2 separate regions of the Ovis aries genome follow, and region 2 is linked to region 1. The links are chromatin contacts, called in public Hi-C maps. All regions are on one chromosome and are shown on one strand. Each heading gives the region's core, a stretch centred on a gene start, on an enhancer-like site or on the middle of the called end of the contact. The rest is flanking DNA. Distances are from core to core; before and after follow the strand shown.

Region 1 (3,260 bases), core at 232-2,731:
ATCAACATGTCAGCACTGGCTTCCTCCAAACTTGATAATGCCCAGCATTTTCTGAGTGTGTGAATGATCATACAGTTTGAAGGCTAAGTGAATGATTCACAGATGTGTTCTACACATCTGCAAAACTGGAATGGAGTACATCATGACTCTTCATTTCCATAATGCTTGTCTTTATTTGCAAATGTTCACTCTGTATTTTCCCTTCCGTGAACCTTCTGAATATAGCTTGATTTTGATTAATCTTCCTTAAAGTCACTTATGCTAACTGTAGAAATTATTAAAGTCTGAAAAAAATGCAATGCTATGATTCTTCAATGTGAATTTGAGGTTAGAAGATTTTAAATTAATGAATCTCTCTGGTAAAAATGAAATGTTTCACCTCTCAGACAATTTATTCTATATGTAATTATTTTCATGATTTCATGTTATGCTTCCTAAGGTTTTTAAGCTTTACACATTTTTGTTTAAATATGAATAGCAAAATGTTGTATTTTGAATTTAAAATAAATTACATAAAGCAAATGAACAAACAAACAGAAGCAAAATCATCAATATGAAGAACAAATGTGGTTAACAGCAGCAGGGGGAGGGATGGGGAGTGGCAAGTATGTGATTAAGAGTTAAAACTACTATGTATAAAATAAATAAGATGCAAGGATATAATGCATAGCACAGAGAATATAGTCAATATTTTATAATACGTTTAAATGGAGTATAATCTGTAAAGATATTGAATCATTATATTGCACACCTGAAACTAATATAATATTGTAAATTAATAACATCAATAAAAAAGTAAAATAAGTGATCTATTGATAACTCTTTGAACTTCATAGATTTTCAAGCTATTAATAAAATTTATTTGTACTAAAATGTCCTTTCTGTAATTAACCAAGTTTTATTATAGAATTACGTAGGTATACAGTCAGAATGTGAAGGGCAACTTTAAATCTAAAATTCTCTCTTGATTATTAAGAAATCCTCCTTCCTTTCTTCCTTCTTTCCATCAATCTTTCATCCCTGTTTCCTCTGTCTGTCTGTCTCTCTCTTTTTTTAGAGATGATCTCAGTCTGGAATAAACATTCTTGCGAAACTGGCCAGGATTTTCGCCAAGCGTAGTGTGTACACGTCAGCTGTTTTCTGGAAAATAATTGCACCGTGTGACAATGTCTATTATTTTAATTAGTACTGAGGAATGCCTCCAAGATATTTCATCAGGTCAGTCTGACAAAGGCAATGGCTTTTCATTTCCTGAAATGCTGATTAAGCAGATAGATGACATTTGACCTTTTGTATAGATGAACAAAATAATTGTTATAATTAAGCCAGAACTCACAGAAGTAATAAAACCACTCCCCAAGTTCACAAAAGGCTTTAGTACCTGAATCCTGAGAACAGGGCATCTTTTAGAGTGCAGTGTTCAAATTACCCAAAGGAAATAGTAACTGACCTCTATTTGTGGGAAGGCCACTCTCTGGGAAGATCCTGGCGTGCCTGGGGAGATCAAAGTCGTTTTGTCATAAGCTTCCAAGGCTTAGTCAGTCAATGGGAGCTGTTATATTTCCAGGATACTTGCCTGTATTTCTGTGTTAAATTCAAGAAGCATTGATTCCAAGATCTGAACACACCTCCAGAAACTGACAAACTTGAAAACACAGTTTTCAACAGTGCTGGAGAGGGGAACGGAAGCTTTATTTTCTCTTTCCACTGCTGTTCCCCAGAACCACTGTCAGATAAACTAAAGATCAGGACAAGAAGTGTTCATCTGAAAAGGAAGACATTTTGTAATCATCGTGCTGTGTTTCATAGTATCAACAGGATTTTGTAATATAAAAAAGCACACATTTATATACTGGTTTTGTATGTCTCCTGTGTGAATAAAGGTGAACAAAGGTGGTTAGTCAGTTTTATTGTGAGGCTTTGTGGAGGTTGGCAGGCCACACCCTGTGGGTGGACTCCTCTCCTGTCAAAGAGGTGGTAAGATGACAGTCAGTCCTCCTGGGCAGAGGAGGTTTTCAGACTGGAACTGGACTGATACTGGTTGGAGGAAAGGATTCTCCTCCTCTGCTGGGTCTTCATCTCTTAGTCTGAATAAACTAGGAGACGCTGGCCTGTGCTTGTGGGTGGTGGGTTCTGAGACACTGCACAAGCACTTAGGCGCTGGCATGTAGGTCAAGCTGGGTTTCAGAAGCGGACGTCATAGTCTGCAAGTGTTGTCATCTCTGTGAGGGACTGACTCTGCTCTGCCTCCACTTAGTATTTTAAAATGCTGTGTTTTCCCATTTTCTATCTGGTTCTTCTCTCCATTTCTGAGTGATGACAAGAAGTTCAACACTGATAAATTGTCATCTCTGCATCGCATAGGAACCCTGGGCCTTATTCAATCCAGGGGATCCAGGGAAAGCTATAATGTGGGTCTGTGTTGTTGCCACTATCCCTTTTCATTGCCTGCCCTTACAGTGTTGCGCAGTGGGGAGGATCTGCCTGGAATGTCCTCTCTTGTGCTAAACTTAGCGACAGGGAAGCCTGCTCAGGCCTCCAAGCCCCAGTAGCAGTGCCCAGACTCTCACAACGTGTGCTGTATTTGAGGCTCTGCCACATACAGCAGGCTGTGTGTGTGTGTGGGCCTGGTCCTCCCCCTTGCTGTTGGGGGAATTACCTACCAGGGTTGAATTAGAATAAGGGTAGGGAAGGGATAATTTAGGTTTAATTAACTTCATTCAATAATTTAATTCTTTTTTCTACCCAAAATGGCAGCACAGATTTCTCATGTTTTTTCTGCCTCTAAATCCTACTTGGTAATTATATATAAAGTTTCTTCTGTTCTAAACATAAGAAGAAGGAAAGAGAATATTGGTGAGATTCTGTTGACTTAGGTTGGGCATATTAACATAGGAAACAAGCAGTTATTTCAACATTTTGCCTTTTTTTGAGAATGAAGTGATTATTAAAAGTATAATAAAGAATATAGAAATTAACTAAAGAGTTTAAAGCAGATATTATACGTATGTCCAAAGAACCAAGAAAACTGCATCTAAAAAAATAAATGGAAATATGAGAACATCTCACAAATAAGAAATATCAGTAAAAAAGATAAACATTATTTTTAAAAATTCTGGAGCTGAAAACTACCATAAATGAAATTATTTGGGCTACCCAGGGGATAGGACATTGTGATAGCCAGTCTGGGGAAAAGAAGGAAAAAAGCATAAGAAGCATTATGGAGGAAGGAGAGAAAGCAGAAACTTCAAAAAATTTAA
Region 2 (3,260 bases), core at 522-3,021, 78 kb after region 1:
TGATTCTAGCTTGTGCTTCATCCAGCCCATCCAAGCAAAATGTATGTATATGTGTGTGTATATATATATATATATATATATGTATATATATATATATAGAGAGAGCCAAATAGCTGATGAATAAAATTTTATTTTAAAAATCCACAATATAAAATTTGTATTACTTGAAACCCATTCACGTTTGTGGAAAGTTCAACATCTTATCAATGCTGCAGTTCGAATAGGAATGAACAACTTGCTGGGTTTAGGTGAATCATTTAGAACATTCACTGATTTCCAAGAATCACCTTGAGTTATTGGGGTCAAAAGGAAAAACGGGCAACAAACTATACGTTAGGATCCAAGAAAAATCTTGAAGTGTTCCCGTCAGTTGTGTAATTTAAGAACTTAAGTGTAATATGAACCTACTTCTGGCCCTTGGTGAAATATTTGGCCTTTGGCACCAATGTAATTCTGTAAATTAGTAACAGCAAACACACAGATTTCATAATTGGAAGGGACACACCATAAAGATCATTTGGTTGATATTCCTCCAAGGCAGGAATCCTACTATATACCCATGAGTTTGAATCACTTTCAATCACGCGGAAATCACTACCTCCCAAAGCAGTTGTGCCTTATTTTCTGCAGAAATCTTCCTCTTGGTAACTTTTTCCTCTTACTGCTGCCTTCCGTGCTCTGTGGTTAGAACACAGGCAAACCTTCTTCGTGGGCTTCCCTGGTGGCTCAGTGGTAAAGAATATGCTTGCAAAGCAGGAGATGCAGTTCTGATCCCTGGGGAAGATCCCCTGGAACAGGCAATGGCAACCTATTCAGGACTCTTGCCTGGGAAGCCCAGGGATAGAAGAGCCTGGTGGGCTACAGTTCATGGGGTCACAGAAGAGTTGGACACAACTTTAGTGACTAAACAACAACAAAATTTTCTCCATAGGGACAGTCCTGCAGATATGTCCCCCTAGATCCTCATCCTTCTGGAATTTTCTCTCCATGTCTCATTCTTCCACCAAGTTCCTCGTGGGAAATGAGATAGCCTGCCCCTTGACTGGATTTAGTGCCTCTTTTAAAACGTGCAGTTTTAGGAAGCCATGCACTCTCCCGCGTGAAATACAAGAACAGCACTCTGAATTCCTCTTTCCGTCTTTCAGTCACAGTGAATCGTGGTTTCAGTTTATTTCTGGACAGTGGTAGCTACCAGAAACAACCTTTGCCCTCAAACATCGCGTTCACTTTGCACAAACTTGTTGACCTTACACCTAAGTCGGGTTTTCTTGAACTCTCATCTGAACAAACAAACAATTCACTCTGATCTGCGGATATCCCGTGCGGCGTCAGGAAGGGCCGGGTAGAGCAGTGCCGGCTCTGAGCTCGCCACCACCGCTCCAGATTGGGTTTCCTTTTTCTCTTGACGTTAAGAAGTAAGACAAAAAAGCAATTCCGGCTAATCTCTTAGAAAATGCTGAGGGTTCCAGGCTCCATTTCAGGAAGCTGGTTTCAACAAGGTAACAAAGAGATCACCAAGGTCAGAAAGGAGGCGAGAGAGATCGACCAGGAGGTGGCATTCAGGTAACTCCCCGAGGGTGAGGGTGGGGAGCCGGCGCCGCCGCGGGTAGGAGTGCGCCCCGCCCGCCAAGAGGCGAGGGCAGCGGCTGTGCGCCCCGGCGTGGACGCGCGCGGGAGTCCAGGCCGGAGAGCGTGTCACCACGTGCTGCGGGGAGGCGGGGACAGGGCCCTCCTCCTCCGGTTATTTGTAAAGAGCGCGGGGCCGGAGCTCAGAGTTTTTACATCGGACTCGCCAGGGATAGTCTTGAGAGAGGGGGAGGGAGGGTGTGGGGGAAAGAAAGAAGGTGAGAGACAGGGACTGACTTACGTGGACAAAAACAGACGCCGAAATACGCAGGCGAGGTGAGAGGTTAGCAGGTCAGCTCACCTACTTCTCTGCTTGCCAAAGAAGATCTGGGCGATCTGGGAGAAGGAGGGTCCCGTTTAGACGGTCAAACCCCGGGACTCCGAAGGGGCCATTTCCTGCAGCTGCCCGGGGACTGCACGCCTCACCCCTTCTAAGTTTGCAGATGGAATTAATCAGAAAGAAAGGAAGGGGAGGTGGGGTTCTGTAGCCACTGTAGTTTTCTTCCTAAAAAGTGACGGGCTTTAGATCCGGAAGGAGCATGTGGCATCACACTGCAAGCTAATCCTGGAATGTTTGCAAACTCCGCTCCGGAGCAGTTGGCCCCAAGCCCGGCGGGGCGTCCGAGGGCTCCGGCCTCGCAGTGCCCCCGAGGCCGACCGGCGGGTAGCCAGGTGGCCTTTATCTCTGTCCCCCTTTGTCCTTTTTATCTCAGGCTCTCCAGGAGGCCCGGGGGCCCGCTCTGTCTATCGCTCCCACCCCCCGGGCTGCACCGCCACTTCAATGCCCGGCAGGTCGCGGGCTGCTGCTATTTCGAAGGCGCCGGAGGACCAGGTGCGCCCCGCGCCACCGCTGACCCGGACCGGCGCCGACGCCTGACCGGCGTCCTTGGGCACCGACGCGGCTGCGCCCGGCACGTCCCTGTGCGCTCCAGTCCGTTTTGGGCCCGTGAGGGGCAACCGCGGCCAGGATGGCTCCGGGTCGAGCGGTGGCTGGGCTCCTGCTGTTGGCGGCCGCTGGCCTCGGAGGGGAGGCCGAGGTGCCCGGGCTCGCCTTCAGCGAGGATGTGCTGAGCGTGTTCGGCGCCAACCGGAGCCTGTCGGCGGCGCAGCTCGGGCGCCTGTTGGAGCGGCTGGGAACCGCCCCCGTCGAGGGCGCCCCCGAGCCGGGACAGCTGCACTTCAACCAGGTAGGGCCGGGCCGCCCTTCCCCAAACGCCGGGGTGTCCGGAGACGTCCATTTGTACTTGAACGTTGATTAAACGGGACGAGCGCAGGAGAAAGAACTTGGTTTTGTCTCTCAAGTGTGAGGCGGGTCCTGTTTTTTTTTTACTGGATCTGACTTTCTAGCCGAGGTTAAAGGGCTGGTGGTGACAAGGCAACCAGAAACTGCAGTTTTATGCCTGATGAGTTGAGCCGTCGGACGCTTGTGGTTATAAGATTTTATGCAAAAGTTTATGAAGTAGTTGAGTGCGGGAAGCACCTTGAGAGATGCGTTTGAGATAGGAATGGAGTACTGAAGTCTTCCTGGCAGAGATAGTGGCTTACAGGCACCCCCGTTAACAGCTGCTTGGTGGGTAACAGCTGCTAGCAAGGTATAATGTAGTTCTGTCTTTCCCCTGTAAGTTACATGAGGC

Evidence for each region. Hi-C and Micro-C count contacts between places; a contact is called where the count stands out from the background.
Region 2: a contact with region 1 is called in a Hi-C map of tail adipose tissue, with 2.0 times the contacts expected there. The contact joins the promoter of SLC39A8 here to the enhancer-like site in region 1. A contact is called at or near these places in 2 of 16 Hi-C or Micro-C datasets (mixed tissues and tail adipose tissue).

What each region holds. Positions count from the first base shown.
Region 1 is chr6:22,708,265-22,711,524 of ARS-UI_Ramb_v3.0, forward strand. No RefSeq gene overlaps it. Among named protein-coding and RNA genes, the nearest start is that of NFKB1, 47 kb to the left of the region's middle. Within about 2 kb of position 1,482, at least 8 of the 54 cell types and tissues checked have an H3K27ac peak or open chromatin away from gene starts, as enhancers often do. A contact at or near this core is called in tail adipose tissue, where this site is marked.
Region 2 is chr6:22,785,979-22,789,238 of ARS-UI_Ramb_v3.0, forward strand. It overlaps SLC39A8 (solute carrier family 39 member 8), which reads left to right and starts at 1,772. Exons shown (of 8, transcript XM_060416848.1): 1 at 1,772-1,909; 2 at 2,340-2,813. The coding sequence starts at 2,595.